3 separate regions of the Hordeum vulgare genome follow, and all the other regions are linked to region 3. Evidence: chromatin contacts called from public Hi-C data. All regions are on one chromosome and are shown on one strand. The core of a region is the stretch at or near the end of the contact, and the rest is flanking DNA. Distances in the headings are between cores, read along the strand shown. Region 1 holds the start of LOC123448844 (protein SHORT ROOT IN SALT MEDIUM 1-like). Region 2 has its middle 130 kb from the start of LOC123450587. Region 3 holds the start of LOC123448843.

The links. A called contact is a pair of places that touch in the nucleus more often than the background predicts.
Region 1: a contact with region 3 is called in a Hi-C map of leaf, with 2.7 times the contacts expected there. The contact joins the promoter of LOC123448844 here to the promoter of LOC123448843 in region 3. A contact is called at or near these places in 4 of 6 Hi-C or Micro-C datasets (leaf and seedling) and 1 of 1 datasets of contacts at active chromatin or transcription factors (embryo).
Region 2: a Hi-C map of seedling shows a contact between it and region 3, with 3 times the contacts expected there. The contact joins the enhancer-like site here to the promoter of LOC123448843 in region 3. A contact is called at or near these places in 4 of 6 Hi-C or Micro-C datasets (leaf and seedling) and 1 of 1 datasets of contacts at active chromatin or transcription factors (embryo).

What each region holds. Positions count from the first base shown.
Region 1 is chr4H:433,747,043-433,749,742 of MorexV3_pseudomolecules_assembly, reverse strand. LOC123448844 (protein SHORT ROOT IN SALT MEDIUM 1-like) reads left to right here and starts at 1,358. Exons shown (of 22, transcript XM_045125867.1): 1 at 1,358-1,548; 2 at 1,709-1,885; 3 at 2,000-2,134. The coding sequence starts at 1,811.
Region 2 is chr4H:433,356,428-433,359,127 of MorexV3_pseudomolecules_assembly, reverse strand. No RefSeq gene overlaps it. Among protein-coding and RNA genes, the nearest start is that of LOC123450587, 130 kb to the right of the region's middle. Within about 2 kb of position 1,442, at least 3 of the 3 cell types and tissues checked have open chromatin away from gene starts, as enhancers often do. A contact at or near this core is called in leaf and seedling, where this site is marked.
Region 3 is chr4H:433,521,226-433,523,925 of MorexV3_pseudomolecules_assembly, reverse strand. It overlaps LOC123448843, which reads right to left and starts at 1,433. Exons shown (of 2, transcript XM_045125866.1): 1 at 1,054-1,433; 2 at 1-580. The coding sequence starts at 1,119.

The DNA of each region.
Region 1 (2,700 bases), core at 109-2,608, 230 kb before region 3:
ATCATTACTAAGTAGATCAATACCACGAGTTTGCTTCGAGAATTTAGAAAAGTAAAATTCATATGGCTCACCATTAAATTCAACAGATACTTTTCCTTTCCTCCAATCTATAATAGCTCCACAAGTTTTGAGAAAAGGCCTACCAAAGATAATAGGGCAAAAACTATCTTGTACTGAACCAAGTACTAGAAAGTCGATAGGATACTTTACCTTTCCACATAGAACTTCAACATCTCATACAATTCCAATAGGAGAGATAGTTTCTTTGTTTGCGAGATGAATAGTAACATCAACTTCTTCAATTTCACATGGTAGAATCTCATTCATAATCTCTTGATAAAGTGAAAAAAGGAATAGCACTAGCACTGAATCCCAAATCACATAGCCCATAACAATTATGATCTCCTATTTTAATAGATAAAACTGGAGTACCTGAAATTGGGTCTTTATTCTTGGCTGCAATAAGGTTAGTGGAAACAACACAAAAATTTATATTGGAATCCTCAACAATACAACATAAGCAAGGCAATAAAATGCCTATATATTGTACAAATTCAAAGGCATCTCATAAATCATCAAGTTCAGCCGTAAAGCAACCCACAACATTGAAGGGGGGAATTTAATTTACGCCATGTCTAACATCTCTTGATAACTACAACATCGCTCTGCTTTGAAGGCGTCTTGACAAACTTTGTAGAAGAAGCGACTTGGCTGGATGGGAGTCTTACTTGTATCAACCGGTGTGGAACTGTTCCAGATGATAATATGATTGTCTATATTCTTGTTATCCGCCTTGATGAACGCTAGAATCATCTAAGCTTCCTCGTGTGCATACCAATCGTTGCTACTAAACTATTTCATTAGGAACCTGGTTGAACTTGATGGGATGTCAAAGAAGCCATCCTAATGGTTTTATTCAAAAAAGGCCATCCTAAGGGACAATACCTCCTCCATATCCATAGATAAAAACCATTAGCATTTCTATTTGAGCCTCTATCAACATTGCCAACCTTCTCAACTAGAGAGAGCGACCGGGTGGCTTGACGACGTGATCCACGATGAGACATTCGACATATATAATGTTGTCAGTATAGTAATCAAACGACATGGAAAAAAGCTGATTGTTCTTCACAAATGAGTTCTGCAAGAATTTTCTGCGATCACTTCCAAGGGAGACCCATATTGATAAGTACTAATATTTTTAGGCTGTCCATATGAATCAGTAGGCTGCAAGGCCGTTGTTATACTCGGATGGGCCAAGTCTCGTTCCATGTCCAGCCCAAACTATCATCGGGCACTCAACGCGGCCCAACAGAATTCCTGCTAGGATATCTTTGGCAGTTACGCTGCGCTTGCACATCCTTCGTTCAGACCGATGTACAACTAGCCTGAACCCCAGTTTCCCAACCCCTTCTCTTCGTCCTCCACCGCCGCCGATCCCGCCGTTCACCACGGCGCCGCTGCCGACGTTGTCTTCTGCTGAGCCCAATCTCTTTCGAAGACTATCTCAGCATCCCAACGCATAGCCTCCTCGTCCACGCTCCACAGGTAAGCCCTAGAAGTCCATGGGTTTCACCTTTTCTGTATTTGTCAGCAACTAAATCGCCTGGTCCGTCCCGGTCATGCCCGCGTGCGTGGTTGTCCTGGATTGATTACTGATGAATTTTCCGCCGCATATGTAATTGATAGGATATATTTTTCCCTGCAGAAGCTTGTGTGCAGCTGCGCCGGCCGTCTGTGTTGGCTTGCTTCCGCGCGGTGTTTCGGTCGGGTCTTGTGATCCACAGGATCTGAGGCGGTCACATCTGCAATGTTTCCGAAGAAAGGGCCCAATCCCTACGGCCAGCCGCCGCAGTATGGTGCGCAGCAACCGTACGGCAAAATTGTAAGCCGCTCTGGAAAACTCATCTGATGCTTTGATCGGCAAACCCTATCTAATGTTGCAAGGTTCTGATATATGCGTGCAAACACTTGCGCCATTTTGGTTGGGTTTTGGCAGCCTGGTAGCGGTGGGTATGCGGCATCTACTGCTGCAGCTGGTGGCACTGATGGCCGTCAGTTTGGCGGCAATGCGGCACAGGGTGCTGTCGGGCAGTATGGAGGGCCTTACGCTGCGGTTTATGGCGCACAGAAGGTTAATTTGTGCTCCTTTTCAATTTGAATTCCGGATGCAATTAATTTTGTTTCCTAATGTTGCTTACTGCTCATTGATGTTACACATGTAATTGAATTGTGTGCGTTGTCGTTTGTCAGTTTCTGTTGTACTCGTGTATGCCAAAGGCATCTCCTTGAGTGAAGGCAAATAAGCAAGGTTATTAGATATCAATCCAATTGTATCTGAATATGATCCAGTACATGCTTTATAGGGAATTAATGGGTCCACATGCACATCTGTGATTAGCAAATCCTAGGTTGACCAATGTTAAAGCTAGTGCCCGGCATTATTGGTCTATAACTAAAACAAATGGGAGTATTTGAAGAATCAGCTTGTTTCTGAACCCGAAAAGATCCATTTATATTCCTTCTCTACTCTTTGCTTTATCTTTTATGCACAGAAATAATCCATGCATAATAAAAACAAATTATGTATTTCAAAGTCTACCATGCCTGCTTTGGAAATGGAAACAAGGTCTAAACATTTGCTTTCTATTAGAGTTAGTAGAGAATTTGCTGTACAATCCAGAAATTTAAAACAGCTCT
Region 2 (2,700 bases), core at 193-2,692, 160 kb after region 3:
GGGAGTATATAGCAAGAAAGACAAGAATGCATCCACACAGGGCCGTCTCCAGAAATTGGGGGCCCTGGGACGAAAATCAAAATTGGGCCCAAATTTCAACAAGTTCTGATTAGAGAAGAACTAATGTATCTAAAATATAAAAATATGTATACAACTGATCAAGAACAAACTTAATTTCGTCCTAGCTACTCCTATCCTAGCACTTTGGACAAATAAATTTGTAACCGATATCTAACCCAAGAACAAATAATCTCGTCCTACTCGGCTCCTCCTAACCTAGGTCAGAGAGATCAAACTTAATCAGGTACTATTGATGAAGAAAAGGGATAAAATTACATAGAAAACGGTGATACTTAAGGCCAGCCAGGTCGTGGGCAATCGCCGATGGCGGAAGGCATCAGACTCTGCTTTGGGTGACTGTCGGAAAAACGCTGAAAGCAGCCGGACGGCGTCCTAGGCAATGGCGGAAGGCAGCAAACCGCCTCTGATCAATTGGCGGAACCCACAAGTCTTAGCGATCGATCCATACATGTATCATGGATAAGCACTTAAGCAGGCCTCGTGACGATTTGCTTAGCAGGCTGTTGGGTACGTTTAGTCGGCCGGCTGGCTGTTAGATTATGGCTGGTTAGGCAAAATGTGTTTACATTATACGTATCCAGTTATTTGGGGGGCCTGTGCGGTCGCCCACCTCGGCCTCCTTTGTCGACGGGCCTACATCCACATCCATCATCACATCGAGGAAGGAAGACGAAAATGAACATGAATAATGGATATGAATAAAAAATAACATAAAACACGACGGAAAGAAGAAAATAACGTACAGAAAAGGCACACATAAGAATGGATACACAAAGTATTTGTTCAAATATATTGCCTCGTATTCACAACATAACTACTTTTCATCTATTTTTCATTCAATATAAGTGACAACAAGTTTCTGGATCACGACACGGATTGATGACTGCAGACGTTTTGGCACGTATTTGCCCCTTCAATTTTTGCCATTTTCCTTAAAAATACTTCTCCCTTCGTTCTATAATTATTGTCGCGCTCTTAGTTTACAAGCTATTCCCTCAAAAAGCTATATGGAGTATTTTGTCGAATAAAGCATGCACGAAACCTATACAACTACATAACCACTACCACCAGCACTCATTTTTGCTTCATATATATTGTGGCACATGTTCCTTTACTTGTCCATGGAGAGTGGTAGCCGCGTATACATGCATCAATTAGCTTTTCCTTTTTGTCAACCGCATGATTGAAACTGGCGACGTGTTGCAAGGCGGCTGACTGAGAGGAAACCTCAGATCCGTGTTTGTAACCATGATTAGTTTACGAAATACAGGTCGTAATCATGTACTACTAGCACTAGGAAGTAGTACCGCCATCGCCATCACCATCACCATCACCACAATGTATAAACCTTGTAATCGTGATTGGTTCTTGACATACAGGTAGTGATCATTGTAGTAGGGAGCAGTACCACCATCGCCATCACGATTATACATATACCGCCGCTGATAGGAGTGGCAAATTAATCGCGGGCGAATCATTGTTGTTGTTTGTTCAGACGGTGGAATCGAGCCATCATGACTTGAGGCTCAACCGCTGAAGCAACCACTAAACAAGCCGTATCATTTCCAGCCATTCATTAATCCGAGCTGTTAAGCACCTACACGGCTAGCTAATTAAGGTCGAGAATAGAGCCAGCTAGCTCGTTGCAACCTCAGTTTTGACAAAAACTGGCGTTGTGTGGGATTGATTTTTTTATGTTAAAATCAGTATAAACACGTAAAAACATGTGACGACTCCATTCGACCCCCATGGTTTTCGCCTGCTTTTTCTCTAATTAACCCCATATTTCTAATTAATAAGATAAACCTTTTGTACTGATTTTTTTTATCCTTTGATGGGAAATTTGCCAATATTTGATTACAAAATATGACCAAAGTATTGGCTTGTGCAGATAACAGAAACGAGTCTTCTACACTTTGCATGATTTTATTGTACAAGTTGAGTAAATTATTATGAAAAAAATTCGTTTAATGATTTTACATGGCTCCCAAACAATTGTACTCTTTACTTCCACCACGTCCACCACTAGAGAGTCGCGATATTTTTCTCACGCCCCGTGCCGCTCCTGGCCGGCTCGGTCGTGTGGAGGTGCGTCTGCTCGGTGAAGGTTCTCCCGGGCATCGCACGATGTGGATCTGGCGCGGCTTGTCCCCGTGGATCTGACGCGTTTCGGGGGCGATCTGTTCGGGTCGGTGCGGGGTTTGCTCGCGCGTTGCGGGCGGCGGAGGCCAGTCACCGCCGGCGCGCGGTGGTGCTGTTGCTGGGGGCTCAGGGCTAGGGGCGCCATGGTTGGGATGTGGCATGGGTACTGCGTCTCGGTGGGTGCGCGCTGGACCTCGATCCCCTTTTGCGTGGGGTGGATTTGCTCGCCCCGGTGGAACTGGTGCTGGCCAGAGGTTCGTGCGCGCCGTGCGGGGCGAAGGTGGCGTGGCGCCGGGCTATGTCGGAGGGGCTTGATCGCGGGCAGGCCATTGACGCCACATCATGAGGTGGAGCGGGTGGACGAAGACCAGGGGATAGTGTGTTGTGCAGTGCTTCGGATCTCTTCAGATTCGGAGGCGTGATGAAGCTCCGGGCGAAAGCCCAGCCCTGACTTTGGGTCGGTGCCGGCAACCGCGG
Region 3 (2,700 bases), core at 184-2,683:
TGTCCTCCGACCAACAAACGCTCTCGCGACGGAAGGCCGCCGAGGCGAGACGGCGGCCGGTCTGGAGAAGAACCATGGCATCCTCAATGAGGCCCAGGTGAAAGCAAGCTTCCCCCAGGACAAGGTACCTCCACTGCGTGTCCGTGTTGGGGTTCTTGGAGAGGCCGGCCAGGACGCGGCGTTTGAGCTCGGAGACATCGAAGCAGCGGAAGGAGCGAGCGGCCCCTGTGTCGGTCTCGGCCGCGTCCGAGCGGTGACGGTCGGGAGAGAGGAGCTTGGCACGGGAGATCGTGCCAAGGTCACCGGAGCTGGAAGAGGACAAGGACGACGAGGAGGAGGCATCCTCGCCGGAGCAGGACTTGCCGCAGCTGGGGATGTAGTCACGGAGCATCTCCGCGACCTCGCGGTAACGACGCAGGGCGAGGAGCGCTCGCGCCCGCAGCTCCAGCGCGGCCTCCATCCTCGGCGACAGCTCCAGCGCCGCGTCGATGAGGCCGAGCGCCGCCACGGCGTCACCGCCCCCGGATTCCGGCGCCGTCGCGAGAATCGCCCGCGCCTCCCGAAGGTACCTGTCGATCACCTGCGCATATATACCGAAATGAGCATGAGATTTTTGCCAGCCGAAGTTGGATTCTTGCACAAACAGAGAAAGATGGACCGATTCGAGACAGCAAAAATGAATAAATTTTTGGGGGGACAAAACAAGAAAGAAAACCGAGGAGCAGCGCAGAGCGGACAGTGCGCCCAGATCAAGTGGCTCGATCTTGGGGAAAAAACAAGAACAACAGGGACGCCATGCTCGAAAGAAGCATACAGTTCTTAAGCTCAAACAAGTTGTCCTGTGATGTGGATTTTGGACCAAACAACCTGTCGAGTCAAAGGACCAAATGTTCTTGGCACTTGTGCCGTACAGAGAAAGCAAACAGTTCTTGCACAGACGAGCCATTGGCGTGGCAAGAACTGGGCGGCTGAAGAACACCAAACCAAAGAAAAGAATGCGGAGTGGTGATATCTCAGATCGCAGCTGTGAGCAGGCAAGGGAAAGCACCGAACCTTCCTGTTGCTGAGGAGCCACTTCCTCTTCTTCTCCGGAGCAGAAGGAGGCGAACATACCGCCATTGCCTCACGCGCATGAACCGGCGAGCCCACCCAACCAAAGCTCGGATCGACCCCCTGGGACAGGGGATGCTGGACACCGGAAGAGAAGAGACGGAGAGGAGAGGAATGGCTAGGCGAGAATGCAAGATGAGAGAGAGGAGGCTATATATACGGACCCCTCTCCCAAATCTAACACCCTGTGTGTGTGTGGAGTATTTTATAATGTTATCTCGGTTTGAATTGGTTGGGAAGGGGGAGAAATTGGGGATGGGCAAGGGGAATATGATGGCAAATGAGGGTGGGAGGAGAAATGCCAGCTTTGACTGCACTGCTTTCGTTTTGAGTTTGAGATAGGAGGGGGAGGGTAGGAGAAAGCTTGGATCCCTCAACCATCCTAGCTGGCCAAGATGCCCATCCAACACATCTCACTCACTCACAGGTCCAGTAATTCTTTTATTTTTTAAAGGTCTCCCGTAGGGTGTGGTGTGGTGAGCTTTTTAAAAGTATTGCTGCCCCACTACTCCTCCTCCTCTCCTTGCTCTGTACCCAACCATTTTTTCTTCTTTATTATCTCCTCTTTTCTTTTTTCCCTTTGGATGATTCGTTTATTCTCTCACTTATTTTAGGCTGTAGTATCATTCCATTTGAAAGCCGCAGACTCTTTCAGTTCAACAAAGTTTATGTTGTGCACCATTATGTGCTGTTCTGCTCTTGTCGACATGCTGCGTTGCTAATTAATTAGATATGTTTAACCCAGAGTTTTCTTATTGTAGTACTCAGATTTATATTTAAAAAAATGTCAATATCTACCATAATAACGTTATACAGTATGAAAATTTAATTCATGATTCATCTTAATATTGATTTTATATTATCATTGTTGATATATTTTTTGTAAAGTCAATCAAATTTTATGAAGTTTAATTTCAGACAAGTTTATTATGATGAGAGTACATTTACTACTTGTAATCCTATTAGTTATTTCCGCAACAAAACATGCAGATTATACTTTCTCTGTATCATACTATTTGTCGTTTCGAAACTTGTACTGGTTTCTTTTAATGACTAGTTTTTTCTTAATTTTTTCATAAAAGGAGGAAGACCTCCGCCTCTGAGCAATGTATGCATCCATTTTATTAATTATTCACAAAGACTTTACAAAGTAATACATCAGTAAGACAGAAGCCACCTTCTAGACAACATATGTCGCTACTTCTATACAGTTGATGAAGATATGTTGATAGTGTGGGCCTAATACCAAACATACCTCGCAGCCAAACCTAACATCTAAGACCTGAGACCTCAACCAAGCCACATGCCGGGGATGACAAATATTTAAGTATGGGAAACGCTTTGTGTCAGTAGTCTGCTGGGATTATTTCGTCAGACTCGTCATGTGCCGTTGGTTCTCATTTAATCCAACCGCTTATATTTTCATTCGATCCCATTAAATAGCATGGCTTAATCCTTTCCTAGTAAATCTCCCTCGAAACTTGAGTGTTGCCCCCATCCGTGGCGAGTAAATCTCGCATCCGCAACCCACCTTCCGAGCTGCCCCCCACTCCGTCTCGCAACACACAAGCGAGCACATCCCCGACCTCG